Regions from separate parts of the Mus musculus genome. Here region 1 is linked to region 2. A link is a contact called in public promoter capture Hi-C data. All regions are on one chromosome and are shown on one strand. The core of a region is the stretch at or near the end of the contact, and the rest is flanking DNA. Distances in the headings are between cores, read along the strand shown.

Evidence for each region. Promoter capture Hi-C pulls out the DNA fragments that hold promoters and counts their contacts.
Region 1: a promoter capture Hi-C map of liver shows a contact between it and region 2, with 10 times the contacts expected there. The contact joins the promoter of Slc10a1 here to the enhancer-like site in region 2. A contact is called at or near these places in 21 of 39 promoter capture datasets (the 3T3-L1 cell line, 3T3-L1-derived adipocytes, the C10 cell line and 11 more), 2 of 15 datasets of contacts at CTCF or cohesin (the NIH/3T3 cell line and large pre-B cells), 11 of 484 Hi-C or Micro-C datasets (the F1.1 cell line, LSK cells, bone marrow-derived macrophages and 3 more), 6 of 115 datasets of contacts at active chromatin or transcription factors (differentiating embryonic stem cells, double positive thymocytes, embryonic stem cells and 2 more) and 5 of 9 other capture datasets (adipose tissue, embryonic stem cells, liver and 2 more).

Annotation. Positions count from the first base shown.
Region 1 is chr12:80,966,233-80,972,208 of GRCm38.p6, forward strand. It overlaps Slc10a1 (solute carrier family 10 (sodium/bile acid cotransporter family), member 1), which reads right to left and starts at 1,847. Exons shown (of 4, transcript NM_011387.2): 1 at 1,357-1,847. The coding sequence starts at 1,712.
Region 2 is chr12:81,187,836-81,193,627 of GRCm38.p6, forward strand. No RefSeq gene overlaps it. Among named protein-coding and RNA genes, the nearest start is that of Mir3067, 25 kb to the left of the region's middle. Within about 2 kb of position 1,901, at least 8 of the 459 cell types and tissues checked have an H3K27ac peak or open chromatin away from gene starts, as enhancers often do. A contact at or near this core is called in extraembryonic endoderm stem cells, hepatocytes and liver, where this site is marked.

The DNA.
Region 1 (5,976 bases), core at 597-3,096, 220 kb before region 2:
CGGGGCATGGTTAATGTGTATGAGAACGATAAGTTTGCTTAGGAGGAAGAGACTGGGTCACACAGTTCCATCGGCTGCTTCCACAGATCCCCAGATTCCCCACCGTGCCCCCTTTCTGACTAATGTGACTACATAGTCCTGCACCAGAGCTGAGGTTTAACATCTTGGGACGTATAAGGTGCGACCAACCTTGCTTACAGGACAGCATGACTAATGCCTTGCCCCTCCTTCCAGTTGCCCTCCTGCTGTTTTGCCTCACCAGGAGAGGCTTCTAGGTAAGTTTTCTTTGTAAAGTTTAGGCACAGGCAAGGTATGCTCCCTTTGCGGTCCCTTCTCTACTTGACACTGAACAACTCCACTGAGAATCAGGCCTAGAGGAGACTGGCTTTGTGTCTGGAGTGAGTTCACCCATGCTGTGCACTGCCCGAGCAGGCTGAGAGGGGCCCCTCTCCTTGACATTCACTGCCACAGTCACAGCTGTGTGAAGGACAGATATTCCACCAAGCCCAAGGAGTCTGGCGCTTCACGAGTGCTACCTGATCAGGATGCTCTAGGCTCAGGCTGGTCTTTTTTTTTTTTTTTTTTGGTTTTTTGAGACAGGGTTTTACTGTATAGTCCTGACTGTCCTGGAACTCACTTTGTAGACCAGGCTGGCCTCAACTCAGAAATCCACCTGCCTCTGCCTCCCAAGTGCTGGGATTAAAGGCATGCACCACCACCACCTGGCTGCTCAGGCTGGTCTTAGCCTTCTCCCTTCTTGTTAGACTGAGTGGAGCCCAGCCTAACCTGGGCAATCGCTGGGGCCTCAATTCTACATAAAGTTTCTTTGGTTGGCAATCTCACCACATCTGACAACTCGGTAAAGGGTCTTAGCAGATACCTTGGATGCCCAGATACTGGAGAAGAGCCTTTGGAGTCTCTTCTCTGCAGGAAATTTAAGATGCTCGTTTGGTTCCAAGTCACCTTGGCCTTCCTGGAATGTTCTGGACCCATTATACCCTTGCTAGATTTTCAGCCTCAGAGCTGACACCCTGCCAGTCAGATGACTGTGGTTCTGAGGAACTCTTTCATCGAAATCTATTCTCCTTTACAGTGATCCTGTAGAGACTTCTGGGAGTTCAGGGGTGTCTAACATACCTCTGGACCAGCTTAATGTTTTTTTTTTCCCCCTGGGATTTAAACCAAAGAGATTCCAGAGGCTGCCCCAATTTAGCATAAACCTTTGACAATCAATGCCAAACTTAATCCAGCTCCTACGTCCCTCCCCGCTCCTGGCTCCAGCCTAGATCTTCTCTAGATCATGACATCTCGGCAGCACCCCATCCCACACCCTTTCCTCTTAACCCTCGGTCCTACCTGAGGTTCATGTCCCCCTTCATGGCCAGGGTGAAGAGGTTAGACAGGTTCCCCCCAGGAGAGCAGCCGCAGATGAGGATGGCCAGAGCCTCAATGCTGGTCAGATGAAAGACCTTGCCCAGAAGGAAAGCACTGAGGGGCATGATACCGTACTGGGCCACTATGGCGATGATCACCCCTTTGGGCTTCCAGAAGTGAGCCTTGATCTTGCTGAACTCCATGGTGCAGCCAAGCGAGAGCATGATGAGCAGCAACATAACTACCAGAATGACGCTGAGCGCAGTGTCTGTGGCCCGGTGGCCAAAGCCAGGCGGCAGGGAGAAATTGAAGGGGGCTGATACGTTGTGCGCCTCCATCCTCCGACCCAGTGAACACCACCTCACTCTCTGCTCCTGCCCTTCCTTGCCCAGTGCTGGCTGGATGTTTTCTTCAGTCCTCTTTCAGGACAGAGTTTCTGGACAAAATGTAGCTGTGGGCAAATAAAAGATTATGCAACCTGCAGAACCACGGTTGTGGTTATAAGACAGCCCATAACCTCATCTCCCCGGATCCCCTACTTTGCTTAAGTTTTCTGACCTCTGTGCCTGCCGAGTGGAGCTCGTACCCAGCACAGGGTTCATTCTTTACCCTGCTGAGCATGCTTCACTATAGCGTCTCTGAGACCCATCCAGGACCTGCAACAAAACATGTCCACCTTTCCCTTTAGTTCCTGCTTCTAGCTCAGTCTCGGAGACCTCAGGTTGTTTCCTGGGAAAAGGTGCCTTCCCTATCCTCAGTGAGTCACCATTTGTTCCCGAGAGAAAGAGACTGTTTCTGCCTTTGCCTTCCTCATCTAAGTGGCAAAGGCCAGAGGGCCATGGGACAGGATGGGGGGGCGATGTGGTGTTGCTGTCTTCAGGAGAGGCTGTGTCCATGACTGTCCTCCTCTGAGACCTTGCTTTGTGCCCATATCTAGACCATACGTGTCCTGTGGGGGTTGGGGTTGGTTGGGGGGTGGCACCATGAATCCCTGAAAGACTTACTTATCTCCAGAGGGGAAAAAACTTTCTGGGGTACGTTGGGCTCTTGGAAGCCTGGAGATTATCCAAAGCCCAGCTCACGAGAAACTCCAGCTGTGGAGAGTAACTAGCTGGTGCCTGAGGTATCCATAACTTGAGAGACTTCAGAGAAGGAAGTGAGGTTGTAGCAAGCTTGAGATGCACCAGGTAAAAAAAATAATTCCACTATTTTTTGGCCATATATAAAGCAAGCTCTATTAAATATTAAATACCAGCCAAGGGGTAGACTTTGGTCAGAACCAGTTCCTGAAATGTTTCAGCTAAGTGCCCTGAGACAGACATGTAGCGGGGGTTTCTAAAGACTAATCTATGCCAGGCGGTGGTGCCACACGCCTTTAATCCTAGCACTTGGGAGGAAGAGGCAGGCAGATTTCTGAGTTCGAGGCCAGCCTGGTCTACAGAGTGAGTTCCAGGATAGCCAGGGCTATACAGAGAAACCCTGTCTCGAAAAAAACAAAACAAAAAACCAAAAACAAACAAACAAACAAACAAACAAAGACTAATCTATAAACCACTTTCCCAAGAGGCATTGTTATTTTTCAAGAATGACAGCTTATAGCATTCTAGGAAGTTACCAGGTTTGTGGGCAGGTGGGGTGTGCAGGTTAATTTTAGGCATTGCAGATGAGTGGCCTTTTCTTACTGCACTCCCAATGGCTCTATTTTGCATGTTGGGCCTGTGGGTCTCATGATGGAAACCAGGTGGGAGGCATGCAACATCAGCAGCATTAGAGAGGCAGGTATGGCCATCCTGAGCTGAACTCCCCCGACTCACCTCAACTATGAGACTGAGCGGGTCTGTTAGGTGTAGTTTCCCCACCATGACCAAGGCAAAGAACACTTTTTTTAAAAAAAGATTTTCTTATTTATTTTATGTATATGAGTACACTATAGCTGTCTGCAGACACACCAGAAGAGGGCATCGGAACCCATTATAGATGGTTGTGAGCCACCGTGTGGTTGCTGGGAATTGACCTCCTCTGGAAGCGCAGTCAGTATGCTTAACCACTGAGCCATCTCTCCAGCCAGACTGAGGCAAATCTTTTTTTTAAAAAAAACGTTTATTTATTTATTTATTAATTTATTATAAATACACTGTAGCTGTCTTCAGACACTCTAGAAGAGGGAGCCAGATCTCATTATGGATGGTTGTGAGCCACCATGTCATTGCTGGGATTTGAACTCAGGACCTTCAGAAGAGCAGTCAGTGCTCTTAACCGCTGAGCCATCTCTCCAGCCCCCGAGGCAACTCTTATAAGGACAGTATTTAATTGGGGCTGGCTTACAGGTTCAGAGGGTCAGTCCATTATGGCAGCATCTAGGCAGGCATGGTGCAGAAGGAGCTGAGAGGTCTGTCTATCTCTTCATCTGAAGGCCACTAGGAGAAGACTGGCTTCCAGGCAGCTAGGATGAGGGTCTTAAAGCCCATGCCCACAATGACACACTTCCTCCAACAAGGCCACACCTCCTAATAGCACCTCTCCCTGGGCCAAGCATGTTCAAACCACCACAAACTGTCTCACTGAAGCTGACTCCTAGAAGTGTTTCCATCATTCTCTCGGCTGTACAAACCCTGCTCCCTGCTGCTTCTGCTCCCTCTGCCCTCATGGGCCTGTGTCCAATGGCCCCTGAGGAGAGGGAGGCCCACAGCTAGCCATTCTGAGCATTGGGGTGGTATCCTGAAGGAGGTTGCTTCCTCTCTTTGGAGAAAGCCAACTCATGCAGACATTCTCTCTGTTTTCTGGCCACCATGATTTGAGTGGTTGCCGAGGGCCATGCAGGAAGAATGACAAATGGCTTTAGAACACATGGACCGTGGCCCACTGGTTTGTGTGAACTCAGCCACGATGGGCGCTCCTTTGTTGAGGCACCACCTTGAGGACCACGTGTCCTGAGGACTTCTGCTCTGCTTGCTGCCCTCCCTTCACTCTTAATCTAAGAACTGTGTGAAGACTCTAAGGGCAACTCTACCCCTCGCTGGGCAGTATCTCTGGCCCTCACAATATTAGTGCTTAATCTCGTTTATGCATTGCTGCTGGAGGAGATTAGTGATTCAGTCACCATCCTTCAGAAGAATTTAGAGATGCAGATTGTCAGCAATGACCACCACCCTTAGAGAACATTTGGAAAAAATAAAATTATTAGTGAAGCTAGGTTGAGATGTTTTTGCTACTGGCTCTGATGTAGAAAATCTTAGGTAGCAATTTGAAGTTCAGAAAGGGACACTCTTATTAGTTAAGCTAGGGACATTTTATGGCCAGGGAACAAGAACAATGGCAGCCCTGGCTGACGTGAGTCTCACTGAGGCTGGCTGGTGATGACTGATTTCTTATACCCAGTTTTGCCCTCAGCTCCCTGATATGATTTAATGAGAATTGCTGATGAGTAGATATGCATGCTGAGTATAAGTATAATAAGAATTACTGATGAGTATATTAATTCTGAGGATTTAAAGTAGATATGACTGATTTTTATGTAAAAGTTCAGATTTGTGATTCTTTTAAGATTCTTATAAGATTTCTTTTTAAAGATTAACAATATACTTATTTATCCTTCCTATGTAACTGCAAATTGCTGCCTTGGCAATAAGAGAAACTGGTTGAGAAAACTACCTTGCTTCTTGTACTTTGTTAATCTATAACCGCTTAGTTATGAATGTTTGTGGGTTCTTGGGAATAATTTGTTTTTTCCCTTTGTATCTGTATTTCATAATGTTATTTCTTATGAAGATATTTGGGAAAATACTGTTTTTTTTTTAATAGTCATTCACTAGAAGAAAACTAGAAAGTAATTACATTGTAATTTTGTACTGCTGGAAAGATTTGGCTGGGATATGTAAGCCATGGGAGAAAAAGTACAGTTATTGGAACATTGTAACTCTGTGTGTGTGTATAAATGTGTGTGTGTATGTATGTATGTATGTATGTATGTATGTATGTATGTATGTATGTATATGTATAAAGCTTGTGTGGGTGTGTGTTGGAGCTTGCTCTGCCCACCAACCATGTGTGTGTGTGTGTGTATGTGTGTGTGTGTGTGTGAAATGCTTAGAGCCTGCTTGCTAGAGCTCAGTGTGTGAATATGTATATGTCTGTCTGCATTTATGTATTTGTATGTATGAAGTTATTGAAGTCTGCCTTTTGCTTCATCCCCTCAGTGTGTGTGTGTGCGTGTGTGTGTGTGTGTATGAATTTTCTCTCTTTTCTTGCTGACCCCCAAGGGGTTAAAAGAGTTCAGGGGTTCAGAGGTTTTTTGCTGGCCACCGGGAGTGCCAGCCACAGTAAATTAAGCTTTGTTCCCTCAGAGGAAAGTCTTCAGAGTAATTTCTCTAATTGCTGGCTGTAACAGAATTTCCCGTGTTCAATCACTTTAAATATGAATGCAACAAGATCCCTGTGATTGGGCAGGGGAAGGGAGGCAGAGCAAAGGCTGCAAAGATGGAGATGGAGGAGACAGATGGGGGAAGGAAGGAAGATGGAGCAGGAGGAAGATGATCCAGAATCAGTGTGGTTTTTAAATAGCCGCAGGTAACGATGAATATAATAAGAGGATAGAATAAGTGG
Region 2 (5,792 bases), core at 651-3,150:
GTACCGCTTTCACAAGGAGGGAACTTTGGGAATGCATTCAGCAAAGAGGTCTAAGAGGCCACAGAGCTGGCATCTTTTCAGGACCATCGAGTGTTGATAGAGGATTGGGGTCCCAGGTCCCAGGGGCTCCAGTGATATAATATCTGCTTCCCAAGAGGGTGAAACACAGCCACAACACCTTTGAGGAAAGATAGATGGGTAGATGGATAGACAGACCGACAGACAAACACACAAAATCAAAATAACAAACAATGCAGAGAGGTAGCTAAGTTATCTTTCTGGCCAAGTATCTCCAAAGCTTCTAACTGATCTGTAAGATCATGGCTATCCCATTAATGAGGTTCAAATCTTTCCCAGGAGGCTTGACCTGTTTTTGCTGAACAAGCAGGGGAATGAGAAGTTAGATCTTTCATGAAGTACCACCAAGACCTTCAACCCTTCACCACAGATCTGTATGTCTTCTGCAACTTTTTTTTTTTAAACTAAAAAAGCCCTAACTTTGGTCACATCCTGTCTAATACTTCCTTTGCTGGGTAAGCCAGCCAGTGGTCTCTTGTCATTTCTCATCAACAAAGGACAGATCAACCTGAACAATCCTTTCTGTGTGCTACTTCTACATCTGGCAGCCACCTTAACAATGTGACCTTAGCACTCCCTTTGCTCTGCACCATCTCCTCCTTAATAGGATAGATTCCAGGAAAACCCTTTGTCCAGATCCTCTTAACAGGACTATTGATTCTAGTTAATGGTTGATGATCCTGTATGTGGTAAGCGGAGCCTGTTCCCAAACTCAAGGCTATCTTTTAGTAATCTGCACACTTGATACAAGGGAGTGCTATGCACGGGGGTACTGCCTGTCTACAAGGTAGTAAACAGGTATCACACTGCTGATATAACTCAATCAGGAGAGACCAGGATGAGCTGCAATACAGTTCACCCCTCATGACTTCGGTGGCTAAAACACAAAGAGATAACCTAGACTTAGTGTCAGCTGGGGCACTTCTTTGTACTGTCCTTATTAGGGATCCATGTCAAGGAAGACTCCTTCCCTCTTGATTATGGAAGCAAAGAAAGAGAAATGTGGTAAATTGCACTCTGGTGCCTATTCAGAATGAAATATATTACCAACTTGGGGAGGAAAGAATTTATCTGGATTACATGTTCCAAATAGAGTCTATCACAAAGGGAATTGGGGACAAGAGCTGGAAGCAGGAGAAGAGGCAAAAATGGGGGAACACTGCTCACTGGCTCTCTCCCCTGGTTTGCTCAGTTACTTTTCATATACAACCCAGGGCCATCTGCCAATGAAAGTGGCACTGCCCACAGTGGCCTGGGTCCTCCTACATTGATCGTCAATCAAGACAATGCTCCCCCGGGATTGCCAAACTTATGGAGGCAATAACTCAGTTGACATTCCTTCTGCCTAGATATGTCCTAGGTTTGTATCATGTTGACAAAAACTAAGCCCCACAGTCATATTGCTCATGTTCCAGTGACTAAAGGGGTCACACGGCCCCACCCGACTATACAACAGTGAAGAAATAGAATCAGGAGTATTTTGTAAAAACTCTCGACTATTATGATGTAGATTATCTTAGTGTGATTTTAACTGGGCAGTGTGTGTACTGTCTAAGAGTAAAGAAACTTGCTTATTCCATTTTGTGCAATGCATTTTGCCCATGGCTTCTGACAAATGTGGCATGTTCATAACAACCACCATTCCCCTTGCTCAGCAAAGTGGGGAGGTGAATACCAGTTTCCCTTCTGTGAGAAGTCAGCACCCCACCTAGAGACTGTATCGGATGCCCTGTAGGAACGCTGCCACCCTCACAGTGTGGGCAGGAGAAGAGAAGTTGGAGGGGAAAGAGCAGGTTCAGGTAACATTGGAGGAGAATAGCTGGCTGAGACATCCCAGTGCCCTGTGCTATGCATGTGAGAACCTTGTGACTTCTGTAATCATTAGTTTGACCCATGCCCTATTGAATCATCTTCCATTAATGAGAGTCAAGGCTGTTTCACAAGCTCAGTTCCAATCAATCATGCAACTCAATATGCAACTTGCTTTAGTCTCCCTCCCCTCTCTGCCCTAGCACAGTGTCTTGGTCCATGACTGTTACAACACAGTGGAACAGTGGTCTGGCTCCAAGTCACTCCACTGGTTTATAACTGTTCTTCATGATGGAGTCAGAAGGAGGAAAAAGGAGAGAAGCCATGAGGGTCTCTGAGCAGTATCCTTCTGTGTTTATTGTAGCCACATCTCAGTTTAATGCTTATTCTATTTCCCATTGTACTAGGGGCCCTCTGTTAGAGCTTATATGGAGCACATGTCAGGTCCTGGAGTAAACCTCCCCATTGTTTAATCCTTCCTCATTGATTCGGCCAGTTCAGTTTTGGTGTGACCTTTCTATATCTTCCCATGTGAATATACCATGTATTCATGGTATCCATGTCCATTTTGATCTAGGGCCCCTGCTTCTGCTTTTCTATTGCGGCTGCAGCCTGACTCTCTGATAGGGTTTCCATTCATGGAACTTCGCTCACTGAAGCCCTGCCCAAAACTGGAAAGGCAGGCTGATCTTCAGCTGTTTCTTGTCTTAGCTCTTCACCCCCATGCCCCTTCAGTGTGTAGACGAGGCTGGCCACCAACTCTGCTGCATGTTGTTGGTGGTGGTGGTGGTGGCAGCAGCAGCATGGAGTCCAGCTGGAACACGAGGTGACAAACTTGCAGCTGTGACTTGTGACGAGCTGGTGGTCCCACTGCTTTTAGAATGTTTCTCCTATAGCTCTGGAGAAGACAGGGACATAGATGGAAACCGAAAGGCAGTATGACTACAGCACTCAGTATATAATACAATACTTTGGGGAGTTGTAAGGACATTGGTGGGGAAGGACTGAAATCGGGCTATTTAAATTACCCATGTGGAACTTTGTACCTTCCCCAACAAGCTATAAGGCTGAACTTGCACAACAGCACCCCATCATCAAGTCAAAGAGATACAGAGGGAACAGCTTAGTCAGGTCAAGAATGCATCTGTAGGTTACATAAACACTTGGCTAAGATGCTCATGGTAACTGATTATATCTGCAGCTGTATTCCCTCTGTCTGAGACACTCTTTGAGCTTAATTCAAAATGCCTCTGTGCAGTGTGCCAACCAGCTCCATTTAGACCTGGACAGTGTCGTGCTCTAGCACTGCTCAGGAATGACCCTCTGTCCTGGCTAGTTTTATGTTAATTTGACACAAGCTAGAGTCATCTGAAAGGAGGGAATCTCAATTGAGAGAGAGAAAAAAAAGCCCCCATAAGACCCAGTTATAGGGTATTTTCTTAATTAGTGATTCATGGAGGAGGGCCCAGCCTATTGTGGATGGTGCCATCCTTGGGCTGGTGGTCCTAGGTTCTATAAGAGAGTGGGCTGAGCAAGCCATGAGGAGCAAGCTAGTAAGCAGCATCTCTCCATGGCCTCTGCATCAGCTCCTGCCTTTTCTGTCCTGCTTGAGTTTCTGGCCAATCATCTTTCCTTGATGGATTATAACTCAGAAGCATAAGCCAAAGAAACACTTTCCTTTGGAACTTGCTTTTGGTCATGATGTTTCAACCTGTCAAAATAACTCAAGACACACTCTCAAAGAAGGTGATGGATGGAAATTTTCTCAGTGGACAGACCTTTAGACAACTATATGTCTTCTGATACCTACATGGCTTGAATTATGGATCTAATTATTAACTAATATTAATGGCTTGGTAAGTGGCAAAACTCTATGGTCTAGGTGTTTGTCTCTTCCAAAACACATGTTGAAGCACAATCCTCAGAGTTATGTTATCCATGCTATCTGGAGTGGAGCCTCTTGGAATTGCTTGGGATTCGATGTTAGCAGTAGAAGCATCTGTAAGTGTGTTAGCAGCCTTATCAGAAGCAGAAGGATAGAAGAGAATAGGTTTTTACTGTTTCCTGTGTGATGCCCTGTGTCACCTTAGTACTCTGCATATGTTCCCACCAGTAAGAAGGCTCCCATCAGTTAGGGTCCTTTACCCTTGGACTTCCTAGTCTCATTAGTGTGAGACATTCTTTTTTATTTATAAAATATCCGGCCAATGGCATTTAGTAACAGAAATAGAAAACGGACTAAATTTTGAGGAAATTTGGGGAACAGGAGAAATGAGGCCCATAGTGTGAATATTAGCATCCCACATAAAGGCATGCCAGACAACATCCATAATGGTCTGTGTTCTCAGTAATTTGATGGACCATATGAGCCATGATGATGCTTGTCCATATATCAAAGCATGAAATGGCAGGAGAATTGGAGGTTGTACTTTTTTTCATAGTACATAATGAAAGAATAAATAGCTACCATGAAGTATAAAAGCAAGTCTACTGTCAAGCAGTTGTAGAAGAGATGGCAGAGAGACAAACAGCTCCCAATGAGGTAGAAGTTAGAATGAACTCATGACCCAGAAGAAAGAACTAAGATCAAAAGCCAGAATATAAACATTCTGAGGTACCAAACTAGTTGACATTGGATCAAGCCCTTACCAAAAAGTTTCAGGAAGAACAGCATCCTTTTTCTGAGCACATAGCAGTGAAAAGGCATCTGAATCCAAAGAGACACCTTGTACCTATATCCATTGTAAGATACGTCACAATATCCAAAGGATAGAAACAGCCTAAGTGCATGTTTGTAAAGGGTGGTGCTGATGCTAAGGTCCTGTTCTCCAATTGGTTCTTGATCTATCTGTAAAGATGCCAGGGTCCAATTGTTGGGAGGAAAGAAAGAGGCAGGATTTCCAGGCCTGCAGGGAGAGACTGAGAGATGCAGGAGTGGAAGCAAGATTTCACCATGCTTCAGAGGGGAAAAAAGGACTAGCCATATGAGATCTTGGGCGGAACAACCATAGGCACCATAGGCAGGTGGGAGATTAGAGTGTTGAGCTGGGACAAATGTTGAGCAACTAAAGTTGAGGGAAAATTTAGAGTGTTAAGCTAAGAGTATTAGGAAGGGCACACTCTCCGTGGTAGCTTAGAAGCACCCAGTAACTGAGCCAAGAAGGCAAGTTGAAATTCAACAACTAAGGATCCAATATTCTCTGGGCAGGGGCTGGTAGCATGGTCCACTCGGGCTTAAAGCGGGGTAGCAAAACTACAAGCTACACATGTTGTTGAATTTTAAAAAAAACAAAAACAAATTAACTAGTGGACTATTACTGTGGTGGTTAGCTTTAATTGTCAACTTGACACAACCTAGAATTCCCTTGGAAAAGAGTAGCCAAACGTCCCTAGTTATGTTAATTGATGTGAGAAGACCCAGCCCACTGTAGGCAGCACCATTTCTCAGGCAGGGCTCCTAAACTGTACAAAAATGGGGAAATCAGGCTGAGCACAAGCAAGCGAGTGAGTGAGTGAGCGAGCGGGCATTATGAATTTTTCTCTCTGCTCTTGACTTTGGATGTAATAAGAACTAGATATTTGAAGTTCCTGCCCTGACTTCTACACAATGATGGGCTGTAATCTGAAGTTATAAACTGAATTAAACACCTTTCTCCCCTAAATTCATTTTTAGAGTATTTTATCACAGACAGAATCAAAGCTGAAACAATTACTCAGCCTTAAAAAATAGGAAACCTTGTTGTGTACAATGTGGAGGAACCTAAAAGAAATTAGGCTAAGTGAAATAAGCCAGGCACCGAAAGACAAATGGTGCATGATCTCATTTATATATGGAATGTCCCTAAAAAGTCAGATTCATGGGACAGAAAATTATAAGGGTTCTATCAATGGTGGGGTTCAGGGGG